2 separate regions of the Arachis hypogaea genome follow, and region 1 is linked to region 2. Evidence: chromatin contacts called from public Hi-C data. All regions are on one chromosome and are shown on one strand. Each heading gives the region's core, a stretch centred on a gene start, on an enhancer-like site or on the middle of the called end of the contact. The rest is flanking DNA. Distances are from core to core; before and after follow the strand shown. Region 1 holds the start of LOC112714637 (protein STRUBBELIG-RECEPTOR FAMILY 3). Region 2 overlaps LOC112714635 (protein GID8 homolog).

Region 1 (7,118 bases), core at 2,229-4,728, 55 kb after region 2:
TAGCAATTAATTGGAGGCGTTTAATAAGTGATTCTGCTAACCCATTTTGTGTGTAAACATGAGCTATTGGATGTTCAACACTTATACCATTATCCATACAATAAGCATCAAAAGCTTGGGAAGTAAATTCACCAGCATTATCAAGACGAATTACTTTGATTGGATTCTCTGGAAATTGTGCTTTTAATCGAATAATTTGAGCCGGTAATCTCGCAAATGCCAGGTTGCGAGAAGATAATAAGTACACATGTGACCATCTCGAAGATGCGTCTATTAGGATCATAAAATATCTAAAAGATCCACATGGTGGATGAATAGGTCCACATATATCACCTTGAATCCTTTCTAGGAATTCAGGGGACTCAAATCCAATCTTTACTGGTGATGGCCTTAAAATTAACTTTCCCTGAGAACATGCAGTACAACAAAATTCACTAGTTTTAAGAATCTTCTGGTTCTTTAGTGAATGTCCATGAGAGTTTTCAATAATTCTCCTCATCATGGTTGTTCCTGGATGACCCAATCGGTCGTGCCAAGTTATGAATTCATTTGGGCTAGTAAACTTCTGGTTTACAGTGGCATGTGATTCAATTGAACTAATCTTGGTATAATATAACCCAGATGAAAGTGAGGGTAATTTTTCTAATATAACTTTCTTATTTGAATTATGAGTTGTGATACATAAATACTCATGATTTTTCCTCATTCATAGTCTCAATATGATATCCATTTCGGCGAATATCTTTAAAGCTCAACAAGTTTCTTCAAGACTTCGTAGACAATAGTGCATTATTTATTATGAATTTTGTTCCTCCGGAAAACAAAATTGTAGCTCTTCCGGAGCCTTCTATCACATTGCCTGAGCCAATAATAGTATTACACATTCTTCTTTTGGCACAAGATGGGTAAAATATATATCATTTTTTAGAATAGTGTGCGAACTTGCATTATCCGCAAGGCATACATCTTCATTACATATCCTTGTCATTTTCTTAAAAGACAAATAATAATAAAATGAGTAGTATGCACAGTTAAATTGAATACTTGATCAGAATTATTTTTCTAAGAAACACTGTACATAAAATAATGTCATATACTAAAATTTTATTTTAAAACATGACACATTTAATAATTTCAAAATTCATAAACATTAATATTTCATTATTTATATACATCATATTTGAAACTTAAATACATAGAAAATAAAACTTAATAATAAGTTCTTTACATTATTTATTTATATGGATACTTAACAGTCTCACATATTAAACTATTCCATCATTGATCAAATGACCAATATTTCCTTCAGGATCCTCAAAGAAATCAGATACATCATAATGAGTGGTGGAATTTTCAGCATCATTTGAAACAAAATTTGACTCTTTTCCCTTGTCGTCCTTTTTCAAAGATGCCTGGTAAAGATCAACTAGGTGCCTTGGGGTACGACAGGTACGTGACCAATGACCCTTTCCACCACACCGGAAACACTTATCCTCTGTTGATTTATTCTGCCCGATATTTCTTTCTTTATCCCACTTCTGGTGACATCATCTCTTTTGAATATAATTCTTTTTCCTTCCATAATTTTTCTTGTTATTAAAAGCTTGCCATTTACCTCTTCTGGGTAATTTGCCACATTTACTTCAGGAAATGGGGCGGCGCCAGCTGGGCGCGCTTCATGATTTTTCAATAGCAACTCAATGTTGCGTTCAGCAACAAGAAAGTAAGAAATTAACTCAAAATATTTTTTAAACCCTTTCTCTCGATGCTGCTGCTGCAGGAGCACATTCGAGGCATGGAAGGTTGAGAAAATTTTCTCCAACATATCATGATTAGTTATTTTTTTCCCACACAATTTCATTCGTGAGGTGATTCGAAACATTGTAGAATTATATTCATTTATAGATTTAAAATCTTGTAAATGCAAGTGCGTCCATTCATATCGGGCTTGAGGAAGTATCACCGTTTTCTGATGATTATACCTTTCTTCAAAGTCTTTCCAAAGATCTGCAGGATATTTTAATGTGAGATATTCATTTTTCAATCCCTCGTCAAGATGACGACGAAGAAAAATCATGGCTTTGGCTTTATCATTTTGGGATGCATTATTTTCAGCCTTAATGGTATCTCCAAGATCCATTGAATCAAGATGGATTTCAACATCTAATATCCATGATAAATAATTGTTTCCAGATATATCAAGAGTATTGAATTCAAGATGAGAGAGTTTTGACATAATGAAAAATTGTTACCTGAGTCTTCTTAAAAATTTAATCAGAGTCTCGTGCTGATAACGTGTTGTAAAATAAATAAAAGATATATTAAATATAAAATAAAGATGTATAAATAGAAGACTCTAACGTTAAAAATAATTAGCTCAATAATGATTTATATATATATATAATAATATTATATGTTGTAATGTGATATATATATATATATAAATAGAAAGGAGTATAAAAAGTAAAGAGAGAAAGAATTGCATAAATATATATATAAAGATAGAAAGGAGTATAAAGTAAAGAGAGAAAATTGCATTTGTTTTTATTTTATTATTGCTGTGTGTCTAAAGAAGGGAGAATATTATTTCTTGTTATGTCACATTAACGGAGGTTCACCTCCTATTTATAAGCTTATGGAAGGGATATTGTCAACCTTCATTTATTTCATTCTCTCTTGAGAATGTAAACTTTATATGGGAAATAGGCATCCACGTCCCATTCGTACCACAACAATGCAGATATTTAAAGCTTTTTTTTCCTACGATTTTTTTCTCTTTTTGTATTATTGTAATTATTTTATAAGGAGTGTTAAGGAGTCAGTCATTTTTGTGATTTATATTTATTAAATAGTCATTAATAATATTTTTAATTGTGTGAAATTTTATTTAATGATGTGTGATTATTTATTTTTTTACTAATTATATACTAATTAAAATTTAATAAAGTTGCTAATCCCCTAGATATTTTATTCTTTTATTTGTCCCATTTTAAAGCATTTAATCAAATTTTGCTCTGTTTCAAGATTTTTTGGCCTCGGATGTCATCATATTTAATTATTCGTAATAATCAAAATCGTCTTCCAATGATAATTAATTTGAATATTAAAATCATGTTATTCTATTTAAATAATAATGAAGATTTAGATATAATTATTTTTATATAAAGTTAATATTTAAAAATTTTAGATAATAATTTATTTAAATTTATTAAATTATCTAATAATTTTTAAATATCATCTTTATATAAAGATAATTATAGGTGAATTTCATACCCTCTCAATTTTGATTTTGATAAGCAATAATATTAACTCTGGTCCTTGTAGGTTTAAGTAGCAACATTGTATTGAATTTTGTTCCTTGTTCCTCGTCACAACTAATAATCTAACTAAACAAACAGATTACATTTGACACCATACAATACAATCATACAACGTGAGAAGAGTTACTACTTATGACATATGTTGCAGAGATACCATCATTCTGTGAATCTGTCACAATCTTCTGATGTGGCGGGTGATGGACCCCAAAATCCACCATTTCAATATACAAATTTTCTTTCTCCAATACACTGCTCCTTTGCTTTCGAACAAGTGAAAAAAGAGAGAGCAAAGCATAGGCCATGACATACTCTCATACACACACACACAAACAGACACACAAATTTTCTCTCTCTGTATGTATATGTGAGTGTGCTTTATGCTTTGGTTGGACCATGTTAGGGCTTTCCAACTCTTCTTATCTTCGTTTCTAAGTACCCTTAGGCTCCCATTTCCACTTTCCACTCACCATGCCTAGTACCTACCATTAAACAACAAAAAAGCTTCTTTTTTTTTTGGGCTGCAGCTCATTTTTGGTTTGTATAGCTCTTCACTGAAAAGGGTTTGTTTCCTTTCTCAGAACTACCTCAGGTTCTCCGCAAAGTTTCTACCTTTGTCTTGGTCAGTGGTGTTAGTTCAACTTGGTGTGTGTCTTTGGAGTTCATTGTTGCAGTGGAGGCCTCGGTTTTGGAAACTTTACCCTTTGAGGAAATGGGATGTACGAATTTGGTGTTGCATGTTCGACTCTTTGTTACTCTGATGGTGATTCTTGCTGGAACTTTCTGTGCAGTTGGTGACACTGACGTAGTTGATGGTAGATACTTTCCCTTTCCATAGTTTTATTTCTATTTTTGAAATAAAAAATAGCAGAAATAATCTGTTGTTTCCCTTTGAAAAAAAAAAGGAAGACGACAAAACTCATTTAGCTTTCAAGTGTTATTTGTTTTGCTTTATTGCACTATATTATCATCAAAGAGTTGATGATAACTTGTTTGCAATTTGAAAGATGATGGTTAAAAATTTAATTGGGAAGCTCACCTAATTAAGTAACATGTATCATATAAGTGCAGAATTTGTCTAAACTCTTAACTCAATATGTGCTATGGTCACAGTTGCAGCAATCAGTAGTCTATATGTTGCTCTTGGCTCACCGCCTCTTCTAGGGTGGAAGCCTGTGGGAGGAGATCCATGTTTTGAAATGTGGCAAGGTGTTGGCTGTGTATTTTCCAACATCACTTCCATGTATGTGAAGTTCTCTTTCTAAACTATTTTTGGTTAATATTGATTTATTGTTTGCATGCTCTATATAATTGGTTGGAAATGATAATGTTATCATTTTCAATGTTTCATTAGTTGTTTGATTGATAGAGCTTAATTAAGTGCAATAAGACTAAGTAAAACTTGTATTTTGGGTTGACAGAAGACTTGATGGCCTGAATTTGGGTGGAGAGCTTGGTAGTAATTTGAATTTTCCATCCATCTTAGAAATGTAAGTGTTGTTTCAATTTCAATATTGTGTTTACTGATGAGTGAGACGTTAAACGTGGTTCTGTTTGATTAATCAAGAGAGTTTAGTACCTCTTAAGCACCAATTGTGTAATTGTTTGAACTAGAAATGAAGCTTTCTCTTTCTTGTGCAGTGATCTTAGCAACAACCACATTGGAGGGCCCATTCCATTCACTTTGCCCCCTACTCTTACAAGCTTGTATGTTGTCTTTTTCACATCTGAATTTGTTTTCTTTTTCTTCATGGACATAGTAATTAGTCATCTTTTTGCCATATGCATATCTAGAAATGTACTTAAAGCAGTTTTTCTTTCGTTCTGATATTTTAGGTCTCTCTCAGGAAACCAGTTAAATGGAAGCATTCCAGATGCTTTATCATTACTAACTCAATTGTCACACTTGTGAGTTCATGAGTTATCTCATCCCGAGATGCCATATTCATTTGTTAATTTTTCCCTCCATACTGTATTTCTTCATTTCGAAAGAGAATTTGCTTTCTTTATATCAGTAAGCAATAACCTTTTAACTGGATAAATCTAAAGTGTACTTTGTATTGGAGTTTGATTTCTATGTAAGAAGATTGTGTTGAATCATATTGGTATTCAGTATTGAAAATCATGTGCTATGCTTCAGGGATTTGTCAAATAACAACTTGAGTGGTCAGCTGCCTTCCTCAACAGGGACTTTATCATCCCTTACTACATTGTGAGTAAATTTTATTGCGTATAGTTTACTTTCTATCAGATGAGGATGCTTTCTTCATTACTTATGTATTTACCTACAGATACTTGCAGAACAATCAACTCTCTGGGACCCTTTATGTTTTGCAGGACCTGCCTCTTCAGGATCTGTACAATTCTTTCTACCTATATCTTTCTTACAAAACATATAAATAAATATTATCAATACTTTGCAATCAGTGCATAGGAAGTACAAAGTATACTTTTTGGTTGACCTTGTGAATTTATTATGTAGGAATATTGAGAATAACTCATTCTCCGGGCCAATTCCGCCAAAACTGCTGAGTGTCCCTATTTTCAGGTGAGGAATTCTTTGAACGTCGATAAGTTCATTTTCGATTTGAAGTCCATTTTAAGCCAGATATCCTGTGGAAGGATTTCATATTGTATTTTTATTCCAGTATAAGAAGTAGAAAGAAAAAATTTGAAATACTGCACTAGGAAATGCCATTCGTTATATTTTTCTATACTTAACTCCTTTGTATATGGCCTTAGGCTAAGTGAATTCATAACCTTATTCATAGATATTCATTCATGTTAACATGGTGGCATGTTCCTTGCAGAAAAGATGGAAATCCATTTAATACTAGTGTTATTCCATCACCTGCCGCAGCCCCATCACCTGCAGCTATGGCTCCATCCCCTGGGAAATCACCGTGGAGATTAGCAAATAGTCCTTTTTCCCCAACTGCATCAGTGCTTGCAAGTGCTAGGAAGTCATTTATAGCTAAGAATATCATTTGGATTGCTGGTGCTGGTCTTTTGATATTTATTTTGTTAGGTGTTTGTATTTTTATGCTGTGGTGCTTTAAACGAAGGCCAGAGAAGAAAAATGCCAAGAAGCAAAATGTTGGTGTCTTCGAAAGTCCTTTACATAAACCTACTTGCAGTGACACTTCCTTTGAAACAACCAATCAGGAGGAGAAAGGTAAACATATTTCATCCATTTCGATTAAAGTAAATCTGTGTTACCTAGGTCTAGTTCTTTTCTTTCCTCTTTTTCATTCTGTTTTGAAGTAATCTCTTAATACTGTTTTACAATGGCAAATGTAGCAGTTGAGAAACCATCACTTGTATCTGAAGTGCCAAATAGAAAAACAAATTTGATTCCAAAGGTTCAGGATGAACAAGGAAAATATGTGAAAACAGCATCTGCAACTTCACAATACAATCATGGTTCTGAGTTAATCAACACTAGTGAGGCTTCCAAACTTTCACACCTCCAGCCACCACCGCGTCCTTACCCAACGACACAAAGTCAGAAGTTGATCCTCAATCCAGCTATACCTGTCAAAGGGTCTGAAATAAATGACAAAACATGTTCCCTTGAAGTTTATTCTATTGCATCACTTCAACAATATACCAATAGCTTTTCCCAAGAAAATTTTATTGGGGAAGGCACCTTAGGGCCTGTTTATAGGGCTGAGTTCCCTGATGGAAAGGTAACAAGATTCTTGTGTTCTTAATTTGCTGATGATGAATTGTTTTCAACTAATATTTTAACTTACAAAAGCGGAAACCTGGTGCTTCACATACTTATATCTTTCAAATAAT
Region 2 (7,442 bases), core at 4,505-7,004:
CTGCTTGGTAGTGAAAATGAAGTGGCAACAATATATGTGAGGGCAATGCAATGCTAATTATGTTGCCTTTGAAATCTTTTGTGTAAAGGCCGCATCAAAGAAGGTGATAACAAGAGAAGAGTGGGAGAAGAAGCTCAGTGATGTCAAGATTAGGAAAGAAGACATGAATAAGTTGGTAATGAATTTCCTTGTTACCGAGGGTTATGTTGAAGCTGCTGAGAAATTTCAAATGGAGTCTGGAACTGAACGTATCCTCTTTTAGTCTCCTGTTTTTTTTTTCCTTCTTCATTTTTGTTCTTTTATTTTGGTCTTGGTATGATCTCAGCTTCTCTATTGCCCTTTGTCTCTCCTTATTGATATGTATAGCAGATATAGATCTGGCGACTATAACTGATCGCATGGCTGTGAAGAAGGCAGTACAAAGTGGTAATGTTGAGGATGCAATTGAAAAAGTGAACGACTTGAATCCAGAGGTAGGCTTCTCACTACTACTAGTCTTTTGTTAATAGCATCCCATTTAATCGTATCATAGTCTCCTTTTGTTAGTGTGCCCGCATCATGCATGCAATATTCATATGCTCAATCTATTTATTGCTTCGCACCAATTAAGGGCATTGACACATTAAGTGATGTTGAAAATTCCCATGTTGAACATAAAATGATAGTGTTTGTCTTGTAAACTAAATGTGTTGTACTTTCATTATTGGGGAAAAGGGGGCTGAGGAAGGGGGCAAACTGTTCAAATGGAACTTGGCATGGAACTCTTGTAGTTGGGTTTGTTTACAAGTTGATATTGCCTGCTCAATTATCCTCATTTTTGTATTCAAATTGTGTGAAGCCTGCCGTTCAAGTTATGTATTGTTTCTTGCTAATTCTACTTCTCTGCTTTTTCTGAACCTCATTCTTTAAATCCGACAGAGTGATTTTGTACTGATAGCACATATTCATTCATATGTACTTGATAATTAATATTCATTTTATGATACTTGAGCTCACTGCAGATACTGGATACAAATCCCCAATTATTTTTCCATCTTCAACAGCAACGGCTGATAGAACTAATCCGAAACGGGAAAGTAGAAGAAGCTCTAGAATTTGCTCAGGAGGAGCTTGCACCAAGGGGGGAGGAAAACGTAAATACCATCTGATGATATTTTGTATATTTATTTTACATATAATCTCTACTAGCTAGTGAAGTGTTTCTGGCACTTCCAGTAATGTGCTAGTTCTTCACACTGATGTTTTTACTCAGATTGCCTCTAGTTAGAAAAAAAGAAAAAGAAAAAAAATACCAAAAATGGAAATGCATTGTTACAGTGGAAAATTGTGTAACTAGTTACACAGACTTGGTACTAAGACTTTCTTAATTTCGATTCCCTTCAGCAAAGCTTTTTGGAAGAGTTGGAGAGGACAGTTGCATTGCTTGCCTTTGAAGATGTCTCTAACTGTCCTGTTGGAGAGCTTCTTGACATATCACAGCGGCTAAAGACAGCAAGTGAGGTGAATGCAGCCATACTTACAAGCCAAAGTCACGAAAAAGGTCTGTGTTTGCTACAAAATCTATTTATTGGCATATATAACTTGGGTATCTGTTTCTTGCTTTAAATTATAGTTTTGGAATATTAAATTATCTGAGGATTATATAATACCTTATGTTGGAGACTCAAACCTGACTAAAATGTTTAGGGGAAAAGGGAATTGGGCCACAATCACTCAACCAGGTCCATGGGTAAATAAATAAACAATAAGATGGTGGGTTTTTAGAACTGAGTAGTAGAAAAAAAGTGGGTTTGTTTTATGGGGAAGTTGGTTATACTGAGTTGGGGGAAGCAGGAGATTATTCATACTTTTTGGAGAATGGAATTTTGAGGTTGAAGAAATCCTCTATGCCCAGGAAACCCTAAGTAGTAGAGAGAAAGTGGGTTTGTTTTATGGGGTAGTTATACTGGGGTGGGGGAAGTAGGAGATTATTCAGACGTTTTGGAGAATAGAATTTTGAGGTTGAAGAAATCCTCTATCCCCAGGATTTTTCTTTTCATTGGCATTGATAGTTTCTGCATTGTTCTTGTTAATACAAAATCTAATACACGTAGACTTAGGCTGGACTAGAGCTACTGCCTCAGTTTTGAACATATACTTTTCTCTTCCCTACGTGTAGTGTATATACCACTTATAACGGCATAATCTTCTAAGATGTCCATGATCGGGATACAATTTTTGTCAAATAGCAACTGTTGCATTATAAATTTGTCAACTTCAATAATAATAGATGCTTTGCCGGATTTGTCCCAATTAAACCAATGCTCCTTTGGAAAGCATGGACTGAGTTCTGATTATTTATGACTGAATATGAAAGATGGATTCAAAATTCTAGTTGGTAAATATCCTAATGTATTCCTAATTTCACAAATCTCAGTTCCAGTGGAATACTGAGAGGACTTATTGTTTATCATCTACTAGTTTCAATCATTTTGTAGTCTTTTGGCTTCCTTTATAGGGGATGTCAACTGTTGGCAATCCATTTATATTATATGTGCTTTAGATCTGAACAGAAGATTTGGCTTACTTTCGTGGAATGTTGTGTTTGGAATCTGGATTCAACTTTGAACTTAAAGTGTGATTAAATTCACTTCAGATGAAGTGAATGGGGGGAGGACCATTACTGGTCTTTATCTGGAAAGATTGGCATCAAATATCCCTAAGTAACTGATATAATTGTGAACTTTTGCCAATTGGTCCTATGTTCCTTAAGAGGGATTGTGGTATTTAAACAGTTGAAAACCCCCTAAGTTAGATTGCTGTACTATCATTCATTTAACTTTGATTTATTGAATCAGATCCAAAACTTCCAAGCTTGCTGAAGATGCTGATATGGGCCCAAAACCAGCTGAATGAGAAAGCAGCTTACCCTCGGATAAATGATCTATCCAAAGCTATATTAGAAGATCCTGCTGTCTGAATACTTGCCGCATTTTAGGTTTCGCATGGAGCTTTTATGGTCATTGCATTGAAAAATTATTGGTGTACTTGAAAGAGAAAGGTACTGTCATAATTGGTGTCCATTTCTCCTAGGTAATGTTTTACCCCGTTGTACAAAGAGATTGTCAAACAGAAATCAATTCTTTCCATGAGGTAATCGATTGTTTAGACAGATATTCAGTTGCGCATTACGGGTAAAAAAAAATGATTCTTTCCTATCAGGTTGAAAGGTGGTTAAGCTTTCAAAAATAAAAAGGGTGGTTAAAAAATGATGCAGCCTATCATAATTTCCAATTAGTGGGGACCGTTAGTCCATTACTATCTTCACATCCTTCTGTGTGCCTCATTAATGCAATATGTAATATTCCAGCATAAGCCAAAGGAAGTAAACGCGTGCCAGTTTCACCAAGTAATAATTTTAACGTTGCTTTGCTTCTGAACCAGACAGCGCATCACAATTTACCTAGCCTAGTTTTTCCTCTTTTGTCTTGCTATGTGAACACTCTCGCTCTAGCTATATCTATTCTCTCTAACTCAATGGTCAAACTCAAACGCACAAAGTGAAGAAGAATAATGTGAACTGTGTGAGGAGGATGTACAGTGAAACAAGAGACCAGAAGTCCAGAACATTACAAGATCCTTGAAAATTCCTACAATGCTTTTTCATTTGTTATCCTAAGAAACTAGAAACATTAAAATACTACCCAACATGAAGAAACAAAAAACGAAGCGTGTTCTTTTTAGAACCTGTGAATTAAGAAGCAGCAACGTAACAGAGTCACTTGGTTTTGACCCAAATAACATAAACCCAGGTTGTGTTGTTGTGGATATCTGGGAGCTCATGGACTGTTGCATCTGCCATGAACATCTTTGCAGCATCTCTAATAAGGTGGTGGCAAGTGCCGTCGTCAAAGTTGAGTGCATAACTTGAAGGATCATATTGGAACTTGATCTGCTTCTTTCCACCATTGTTGTTCTTGAAAGCCTTCTTCACCGCAGAACGCATCCTCCAAAACAAGCTCCTGCACCTCTTCTTGCCAAAACCATTCACCCAATCGTCCAAATTCGCAAGCAACCCCATGTTTCAACAGAAAGAAGAGAAAAGCTTCAAGCTTTATTGTCCCAATGTGGTGTAACACAAGAGCAAGAAGAAGGGTATGTGTACTTTATAGTGAATATGGGAGTGGGAGCATGGTATGGTGTTTTCAACAATGGACGTGTGAGATGGGTTTGTCGAAATGCTTAAAAAGGTTGAAGCTTTATGTGATGGGGGTGATGGGTGATGGAGAAGAATGAACACTGAAAGAGAAGGATAATAGTCTTTTTGGTCTTCTAAATAAGAAGGTGCGCAGACTGATGAGTTGGGTGCAATGTTCCACAGTTAGGTACTATCTAATCCAATCTATATAGTAGTGACTATGTGTCACGTTGGGATGCTAAAATTCCATCCTAGAGAGAGAGAGATGGTGGTGGTGGAGGTGGTGGGGTTTTGCAGTGGGCAGAGAGCCCCAAAAAGTCTAAGGTCGTTTCTCTATCAGAGATTTCAGAATGTTGTTGTCAAATGAAAATGAAACAATATCATATTAAATATTAAATAATTAATTAATGCTATGTAACATAACGAAATTGAGTAATAAAGATCCATCCTCCGATTTTCTCTTAACTATATATAACTCCTCCTCTCATCAACTTCCTTTTCGGTGAAATTGCTTGATTCTAGGGGACTTCGTTTCATTATGATAGATCTTTCATTGCTCAATGCTAATCCAATATTCTTATCCATAAATTAATTCCTTGCTTCTTTTGCTTATAATCTCAACTATTTCAACTATTTATTTACTTAGACAAATTTAACTATATAAGCTTGTAGTTAAGTAAGTTAGGATAATAATCTTCCACCAATTGATTGACTTATATTGTTATGCTGCTATATATTTAAATTTTAAGGAGTAACTGATTTTTTCTAACATAACAAATTAGTAAGTAACTGTGTATTGCCAGGAGTTAAACTAGTTTATATCTAATAAATTTTGAATCTTGACAACATAAATGAAAAAATAAAAGCACATTGAGTTTATACCATATTTACACCAAAATCTGCAGTAGTTTAAAGCATGGGTCCAGTACTATATAGGAGTAATAATAGCTACCCATGCGGCAACATCATAAGAAAGAAAAAAAGTCATTCAAATATTAATTTGTATGCCATGACAGTTAACATTGTAATTCCTTAATTTTTCTTGGCTTACTGAGTTTACATGAAATAGTGTAAAATTGTATATTATCCCCATACTTGTGCACATGCAGGGGAAAGAAACAAATTGCTAGCCCCTAAAATAATTTAAAAAGAAAAAAAAAAGAAAAGAAAACTTGATTCAGCTTGCATTGATTGAGTGAATATATATGCATCTACTAAACTACAGAAAGAAAGAACCAAGAGAAGAAATTAAGAAAGAGACATGGCAAGAGTAAAAAATCTAACAAGAAGTGAGGGGATGAAAAAAGAAGCATGGTTGATCAATCAAATCAAAGCTGGCATATTTTTGCATCCTAACTGGTTTGTCTCCCACACAAAGCCAAACCAGAAACCATGTGGGTTGCTCTGATAGCATTCTGCACCCCCCACATCTGATTCTCTCTTAACCCCTTTTGTCCTCTTCCTGTAAAGACACACTTGACTTTTGCTTTATACACCAATAGCCCCCCTTTGATTAAATTCCCCCCTTTGCATTAGCTTGTCCCATTCCAATCCAATACCACACCATAGCTTATGCTGCCCCCCACATGTGGGCCTCCCCCCTTTTTAGATGACTTGTCATTCTTCCCATCAGAGCCACTCTTAGCACCCTATGCAAACTCCTTTCCTCTTATTGGACCCCCACTTTTCTGCTACATTAATTTATCTATGCTAATCTCTAGTCTTAAATCTATTTTGGTAGTGTTTTGTCTACATTATCCAATTATAACATTTGAGTACTTACCAAAATCAACATTTGTGATTTTCACTTACACCTAACTAATAAGTAATAAATCATGCTACCACTTTACCACTTGGGTATGGCCAAGAAGGGAATGAACTGGTTACCCCATTTTTGTTAGTTTGTACTGATTTCTGTGATCATAACCATATTGAATCAATATGGCAGGACCAATTACTTGCAATCACAAAATAGCCAAACACTCCCAACTGTCCACTCAATATTATCCCTATAACCCTTCTTCCCCATCCCTATCACTCATAGCTGGACCTTTTTATACATGTTAGGTTCCATTTCCCCATTTTCTTCTTCATGTGCTTAATTAACTAAACCCACCCAACTCCCCTTTCTTCTTATTATTCAGACTCTTTTTTAACCAATGTATAATATAACACTCTCTCATATGTTAATAAATATATCTATGGCATGTTAAGACAATATTTTTTCTTCTTCCTATGTAAATGTTACTATTCCTATTGTTAGGAGAATTCTGTTTGCCAAATATATAAATATAGGTAAGTGCCAAGGTGGTTTCTGTTAAAAAGTCTTTGTCACCCTTAATGTTTTTGAATGATTCTTCTACAGCATTCAGAACAAGCAATTAGTCATGATCATGAATTCTTTGGGTGCAAGTCCCCAAAAAACTGGACAAAAGAGGGGTTTCCTTCCACATGATACTTGCAACACAAAGTGGGTGTGGTTGCTTTCCACATTGCCTCTTTGGTCAAAATTGTTAAATTTCAGACAGCACCTACATATAGTTAGAATATCAACATGCCATCATAATACAATTATTTATACAAATGATGTAAATCCAATTGATACAATCAATATATGGGCCCTGTGGGATTGCTTGAATATAGTTTCAAAGTACAAGATTTAGATTTATGTATGTAAAAAGAGAGTTTTTATGAATGCCCAAAAATCTCAGACCTTAAAAAACAATGCCCAAACCTTTTCAAGGACATTGCCGTTCTTTAGGAGCAGCCAAAAGGCAAAATAAAAATGAAAAGAAAAAAATAAATAGGTTCATAATTTTTTTACTCGAAAAAACATAAATTCTTAACTAATTGAAAATATAAGATATTTAAATTTTTCTGTCCAAGATATATAAAGACAAATCGCTTTTTCAAAAAGACTTAAATGTCTTGTATTTTAGAAAATGATAAATGTTTTTGTATTTTTAATTAGTCGATAACTTATTTGTTTTCAAGATAAAAAGTTAAATACCTATTTTTTGTTACTCGAAGATTAAAAAAAGTATTTGCCATGCACAATTACAAATGTGAAAGGATTAGCATGTGAGCAAAGATCTGCTGGGGCTGTAATAGGCAACACATGTTTGATAGTGAAATTTAATCAAAGAAAATCTCTATCATGGGGCACCAAATCTTCAAAGGCGAAAAAGAAGATAAAGATGATGATAGATTGCTAAAGCATGCAATATTATTAAGCCAAAGTTTAGCATGGAAATAGCAAAAAGGG

The links. Hi-C and Micro-C count contacts between places; a contact is called where the count stands out from the background.
Region 1: a Hi-C map of leaf shows a contact between it and region 2, with 3 times the contacts expected there. The contact joins the promoter of LOC112714637 here to the enhancer-like site in region 2. A contact is called at or near these places in 2 of 8 Hi-C or Micro-C datasets (leaf and an unstated tissue).

The regions. Positions count from the first base shown.
Region 1 is chr10:2,964,178-2,971,295 of arahy.Tifrunner.gnm2.J5K5, forward strand. It overlaps LOC112714637 (protein STRUBBELIG-RECEPTOR FAMILY 3), which reads left to right and starts at 3,479. Exons shown (of 15, transcript XM_025766269.3): 1 at 3,479-4,132; 2 at 4,431-4,560; 3 at 4,739-4,807; 4 at 4,959-5,024; 5 at 5,154-5,225; 6 at 5,458-5,529; 7 at 5,609-5,674; 8 at 5,800-5,865; 9 at 6,128-6,492; 10 at 6,621-7,006. The coding sequence starts at 4,030.
Region 2 is chr10:2,907,082-2,914,523 of arahy.Tifrunner.gnm2.J5K5, forward strand. LOC112714635 (protein GID8 homolog) reads left to right here. Exons shown (of 7, transcript XM_025766265.2): 3 at 89-248; 4 at 367-473; 5 at 1,002-1,133; 6 at 1,384-1,540; 7 at 2,838-3,155. The coding sequence ends at 2,959. Among protein-coding and RNA genes, the nearest start is that of LOC112714635, 4.6 kb to the left of the region's middle. Within about 2 kb of position 5,755, at least 1 of the 3 cell types and tissues checked has open chromatin away from gene starts, as enhancers often do.